2 separate regions of the Arachis hypogaea genome follow, and region 1 is linked to region 2. A link is a contact called in public Hi-C data. All regions are on one chromosome and are shown on one strand. Each heading gives the region's core, a stretch centred on a gene start, on an enhancer-like site or on the middle of the called end of the contact. The rest is flanking DNA. Distances are from core to core; before and after follow the strand shown. Region 1 holds the start of LOC112796344 (pectin acetylesterase 8). Region 2 holds the start of LOC112796339.

Region 1 (3,034 bases), core at 533-3,032, 190 kb before region 2:
TAAGAAATTAGGCACCTGAACACCAGGGGTATCGAAGTTCATGACTCGGATCTTGGCACCAATGTCACCCAAAATTTGGAGCTCCACTCGGTCGTTGAGTGAGGCGTCACGCATCAAATTAGCGGAGTAAAAGTGAAGCATAACTATAAAAGTGAAGAATTAAAAACTGCAAAAGTGATCTTAAAACTTCTTTAAGAAAGAATAACAAACTACTATTTAAGATGGAAACAATGAGATAATAGATATGCATGTTCTAATAATGAAACATACTACTTCATTAGCATTTCAGTTTAGAGTTGTGTATCAAGTTATTTCCATGAACATAAAGCCTTGAAATATATAGTTTTTGGGTTAAGCCCACGAAACTTGGTACAAACTTGGTACATATTAATGAAAACCACCTGTTTGCTTTATTCTCTGAGAGAAAGGACGCCAAGTTGATACCTTCCTTATTGTGGCAAGGGATCCAGAGGGCATTGCTGCTACAGAAGATACTATGAACCTAATGAGAGACATCACGGAGTAAATAAGACGGAGTAAATAAGGGATATTCATTAGGATTTTCTCTCTTTCGCTACAATTAAATGGAATACTGTTCTTAGTTCTTAATCAGTAACATAGGCTTTCTTAGCTGGACTATGTGGAAGACTAGAAACCAGTCATATTTCAAAATATAGAAATTAATCCAGCAACAACAATTATCTTAGCAATTAAGCATTGTGAATCAGAAATCTTGCCTTTTGCTCGTTTATGCCTTGAATCAGGTGCACAGCCTTGTGTGATAACATGCCAAATCCACTTGAACAGTTTCCACACTAAAAATTGATTAAAAATGTTAAAATAGACTCAGACTTTGTATTTGGTCCTAGCTCAATATAATAACAACTATAGGAATTCATATATCAAACACCATGGTTTACTAATTGTATGCGAAAGTGATTACAATTAATGAATAAAACCGCTAGTTTATGCATACAGGTTTTCTAAATTTCATGAAACAAAAGCAGAAAAAATAAATTAATTACTCTATTGTAAGCAACCTATAAATGACTCGCAAGCAGATCAATGGTGTCTCGCTTAAGAAACTTCTTTGTTGAATTTCTCTTTCTCCTTATCACATTAATCCGATTCCTTGATTGTTTAATAAGCGATTTGCTGAAAAAAAGGAGATAAACTGCAAAATTGAAAATTGAAATTTGCATAATTACAATCAATGAAAGGTATTAAGAAGGAAGAAAAGAAGCAGAGAAATCAAAGAGGCCGTCAAAAATTTTGGAATATCTAATTTGGTGGCGCGAGGGGATGAGAAACAACGACAAGATGAACGATAGCTGCGGAAGATGAAGGGCGACAAGAGATTAGGGGTTCATCATTCACATCACTCACACTTTCTCATACGCAGCAACACTAATCACTCTTTCATCTGGAGCATTCCATCTAAAACCTCTGCGTCGAAATTCCATGCCGCAACAGATCTAAAAATCTTGGAGAAGAAGACGCATTACTTAGAGAGAGAGAGAGAGAGAAGAAGAAGAGAGAGAAGAGGTAATTAACGCATTCCAGAGAAGAAGAAGAGAAATGAGAATTTTCTATACAAACCTAGAAGTGAGAACGCAGATCGCATCAATGGAAGCTGTGAACTCTGAAGACGCATCGCCGGAGGAGAAAACTCACTCTCGCGCACTCTACTTGCTAAGCTAGGTTTGCATAAATGAAGTTTTACTTTAATTAATAAAAGAATATATCGGCGGTTCTAACTGCCGAAATCACAAAAACTGCCATATTCAAAAAAGAAGTTACGGCAACAACATATACCGCCGAAAATAAAGAAAATTATGGCAGTTACAAAGAACCGCCCTAATAAAAATGTCGTTTTAAACTAATTTTTTTGTAGTGTATTGCTATTGTTACTTTAGTCAAAGAATTACCTGAACCTTTTTATTATTGGTGTGTAATTCAAACTACAAATATATTCAGGTTAAAGCATGTATTTTTCATGTTTGTTCAAATCTATTAGAAAAGTGGAATGGTGCATCACTGAATCTAGTGATCAGAAGTGAAAAGAAACCTTATATGTGTTTTTTTGCATTTTATCCCTTGTAAACACTCTTGTTTATTATGTGATACAATGGTTGGTCTTAATCATAGATATTGGGCACATTTATTTGGATATTTAGATCGGTATTTAATCGGGCCATTAGTTTTGATAGATAATGTAAGTCAAGGAAAATGGGGAGAATTTGTTTCAATAACCATGAATGTTGTTTTTATGTTATTACTTTGAAGGCTCCTACAAAGACATGTATTGTGTGGTTTTATTTCTTTTTTTAGTATTTTCCGTGGTTGTATTTGTTCAGTAAATATTTTCGTTCTAGATAATCAAAATGGAGTACACCTTCACTGGATAGATAATTTGTGATTTATTTTTGGCATGGCTTTTTGTGTAGGACAAAACTGATTTATGGGTCTGCAAAGCTGTTACATTTTGCGAAAGTAGTTCACACGGATGGTTGGTGTGGATGTGATTGACGTCTTTGCTACCCGACTTGCTTTGTTAATAAATTTTGTTAGCATTTTGGATGGTTGCTTTAGTAAGTTATTGGTTGATTGTTGTATCTGATGGAAATTACACTTTTTTATTTGGATTGTTACTTGAGTATGTGGTTAGTCAGTTGGTCTTCGTAGTTGATGATCTGTTTTCATGAATTAAATTTTTATCTTAATTATAGATGGTTACAATAGAGATATTGGAAAGTTTGATGTTGATAAATCTTCTGAAGCATATCACAAAATAGGAAAAAGCTAGCTTCTTCAACACCAATAATTTGTTTTCTGTCTCAATACATCAGTATTTTATTATGATGCCTTCTCGTTCCAACAATTAATGTTATATCAATTGAATTATAAAATTATGATATAATTTATATTTTTTAGCTACAGGTTATTAGCTTTTTTTTTCATGTTATTCGCATGCTCTTTTGTGAAAGAAAAAATTGATTTGTGAAGCTGCCAAGTTGATGGATTGTATGAAAGT
Region 2 (3,053 bases), core at 232-2,731:
CAACAACACCTTTACCCTCCCAAACCATGGCAACAATAGAACCAGAGATAATGTATTAGACCAATCCATTAAAGAAAGGCTTTGTAATTACTAGCAATTTGTGGAGTTTCTAAGCTAAATTGTTAGCTCGTATGTTAAGTAGTAACAAAAACAAAAGAAGTTACCTTTCAAGTAAAATCCCTTCTTCTCAAATTTACTAATAAACTCCCCAACCTGAAACAGAAAGTTGCTTTTTTTCAAATATTATAAGGGAGAAAAAGAACAACATTGACCTATTTTACAAAATAGCTACCTTCATCAACCTAATTACTAACAATTTCAAACAATTAGTAATGAACAAATAATTAAAAAAACAGTAATGAACAATAAACAACAACCAGCAATCAACAATGAACAATGAATAACAATCAACCATGAACAATGAAAAGCAAAGTAATTACTAGCATTTTCAAAAAATAACAACAAAATAATGAACAACAATCAGCAATGAACAACAATCAACAATCAAACAACAAATATATAGAACAATAAAACTGAAATTATTGATTTATTGATTAACAAGTTAACAACAACCAGCAGCAAGCAAGCAATCCATCAATGAATAACCAAGTCAGCAAACACTTCAACAAACAGAACAAAATCAGCAACAATGAATCAAATTACCAAAATAAATCAATAATTTAACCAGCAACAATACCTAACAAAATAAATCAACCTGAACTGAATCAAGAAAATCAAGATACACAACCAAACTAATTCCAAAAATTTTACAAAAATGGTGCACCAATTCCAAACTGAATCAAGATATACAACCAAACAGAATCAGAAACACAACCAAATTAATTCCACAATTTTTATTTGGTGCACTAATTCCACAAATTCTTCGTCTTTCACCTTCCCCTTTCCTGCATTAACATTGAATAAACAAAAATTCAGAACCAACCCTAAACCTGAATTACCCCAAATCAAAATAGAACAAAAAGTTCAGAATTAAAAAACAAAATCTGAATCCATAAGAAGACTAAAACAGAATTTAAAAAATAAATAGAATCAGAACAAAAAAACCTGAGATAGAAGGACAACACTGCTTCAATGACAGAGAAGAAGAGACTGGACACCGACACGGCTTCAACGACAAACGAGAGAGGGCGACGAACTGCAGCGGCTTCGATTGCGTTTGGTGCGTTCTGCTACGGTTCGTTGAGGACGACGACGGCTGTTGGTTCGTGGAGGAGACGGCTACTGGAGAGGTGGTGTGTGGAGTCGTCGAGGATGAGGGACAGAGAGGAGCGCTACGAGCCTACGAGGAAGGGAGAGGGAGAGGAAAGGACCGCACCGCCGCGATGGTGCTGTTCGGCGACGTCAATGGCGGAGAAGAAGGAGGAGGTCTGGCACTGAGACACTGCGCTAGAGAGACTGAGAGAGAGCTCGAGGAGTTAGGGTTCCTGATAGGGGAGGGGTGGTTGCGGCTAGATTAGGATGAATTGGGGAGGAAGGCTACTTTTATATTAGGGTTTTTTTAATAACACCGGTTCGGTTCGGTTCGGTTAGGTTTTTTTCTAACAAAACCGAAAACCGAACCGAACCGCAAAAAACTGCAAAAAAATATTTTTTTCGGTTTTTTCGATTTTTGATTTATTCGGTTATCGGTTTTTTTGGTTCGATTGGTCGGTTTTGTTCGGGTTGGATCGGTTTTGAACACCCCTAATAAATATAAAGAATAGAAATAATAAATCATCATAAGGAGTCACAATTATATCATTATCAATGTACAAGATACCAAACATAATGCAAAAGGAGTTATGTGGTATAATGTTTACACAAAGTCATAGCCATAGACTAAAAAATAACACTAAAAATTGCACATCTTTAATCAAACACTGTCTAAGACTGTTGTTCTTAAACTAGTACTCCGCATTGGATTGACTGGGATAAAAGATGTTAGTGGAGAGGACTTCTTTCTTTATGCCAACTTTAAAGGCCTTGTAGGGACAGCAACCTATGAAGGAAAAAAACAACACTAACTCTTTTTGTAAGAGATGCAGCACTTTTCCATGAGTTCCAATTTTAAGAGATGCAGCACTTTTACCATCATCATCATCATCCAAATACACCATTAACTCGTTGCCTACTAATATCTCTGGAATCGAAATACTATGCTCATAGTACAAATCAACCACTCCTTTATTTTTTTTATCACAAATGATTATCTTTATTAGTTCCTTGTCACTACTCAATTTCCTTAAACCATTCTCCAAGCCTCTACCAGGAAGGAGCCACCAGCAATGCTTTATGTCAATGCATATACCAACATTCCTTCTTTCTTTCTATTGAAATTTTCATAATATCGAGTAACTCATTCATCTACAAAAAATCACAGAAACATAACTTCAGAATGCAAAAATTTGATAAAAATTTTAAGATACAACAGTATAATAACATTCCAATCCATGCAAGCATCTTTTTTTAGGTACATTAAATATGGAGCTCATGGAAGGGATGTTATTTCTTGTGCAACACCTTTTATTCTTTTGTAGCATCAAATATAACCTTGACTATTACATGTATCTACTGCAATTCTGTTTTCAACTATTCGGATTTTATTTTTATGTAATTTTTAAAGTACATATTCACTTTATGTAATTTTATCCTATCCCTATCCTAAACAGAACGTAAACCCCAACCCACCCAAAAATGTATAAAACCCTAGCAAACTAAAGAAACGCTAACAGTCATCTGCATCAACTATATTAATAACACCGCCATTGTACCAGATAATCACCTTTAAAAAAAAACGAAGCTTACCTTCATTCACTCGATAATGCCGCATGACCTAGCTTCCAAGTGAGAAGAAGATGATCAAACGCATTTCGTCAACGTCACTGTCGTCACGTGACACAACGAATTTCAAGAAACTGACCTCTAATATTTTGCCATCGAAGAAGAAAAAAAAAAAGAAGAATAACAACGAGAGTGAAAGTGTAGAAGACAAAGGAGTTCCTATGTTTGATCAGGTTTCTTTTGATGTAACTTTCACACCTAAACGGCATCGT

Evidence for each region. A called contact is a pair of places that touch in the nucleus more often than the background predicts.
Region 1: a Hi-C map of an unstated tissue shows a contact between it and region 2, with 2.6 times the contacts expected there. The contact joins the promoter of LOC112796344 here to the promoter of LOC112796339 in region 2. A contact is called at or near these places in 2 of 8 Hi-C or Micro-C datasets (leaf and an unstated tissue).

The regions. Positions count from the first base shown.
Region 1 is chr4:14,112,659-14,115,692 of arahy.Tifrunner.gnm2.J5K5, reverse strand. LOC112796344 (pectin acetylesterase 8) reads right to left here and starts at 1,782. Exons shown (of 12, transcript XM_072235112.1): 1 at 1,600-1,782; 2 at 1,387-1,483; 3 at 738-815; 4 at 16-502.
Region 2 is chr4:13,924,585-13,927,637 of arahy.Tifrunner.gnm2.J5K5, reverse strand. LOC112796339 reads right to left here and starts at 1,481. Exons shown (of 7, transcript XR_011880978.1): 1 at 1,066-1,481; 2 at 1-905.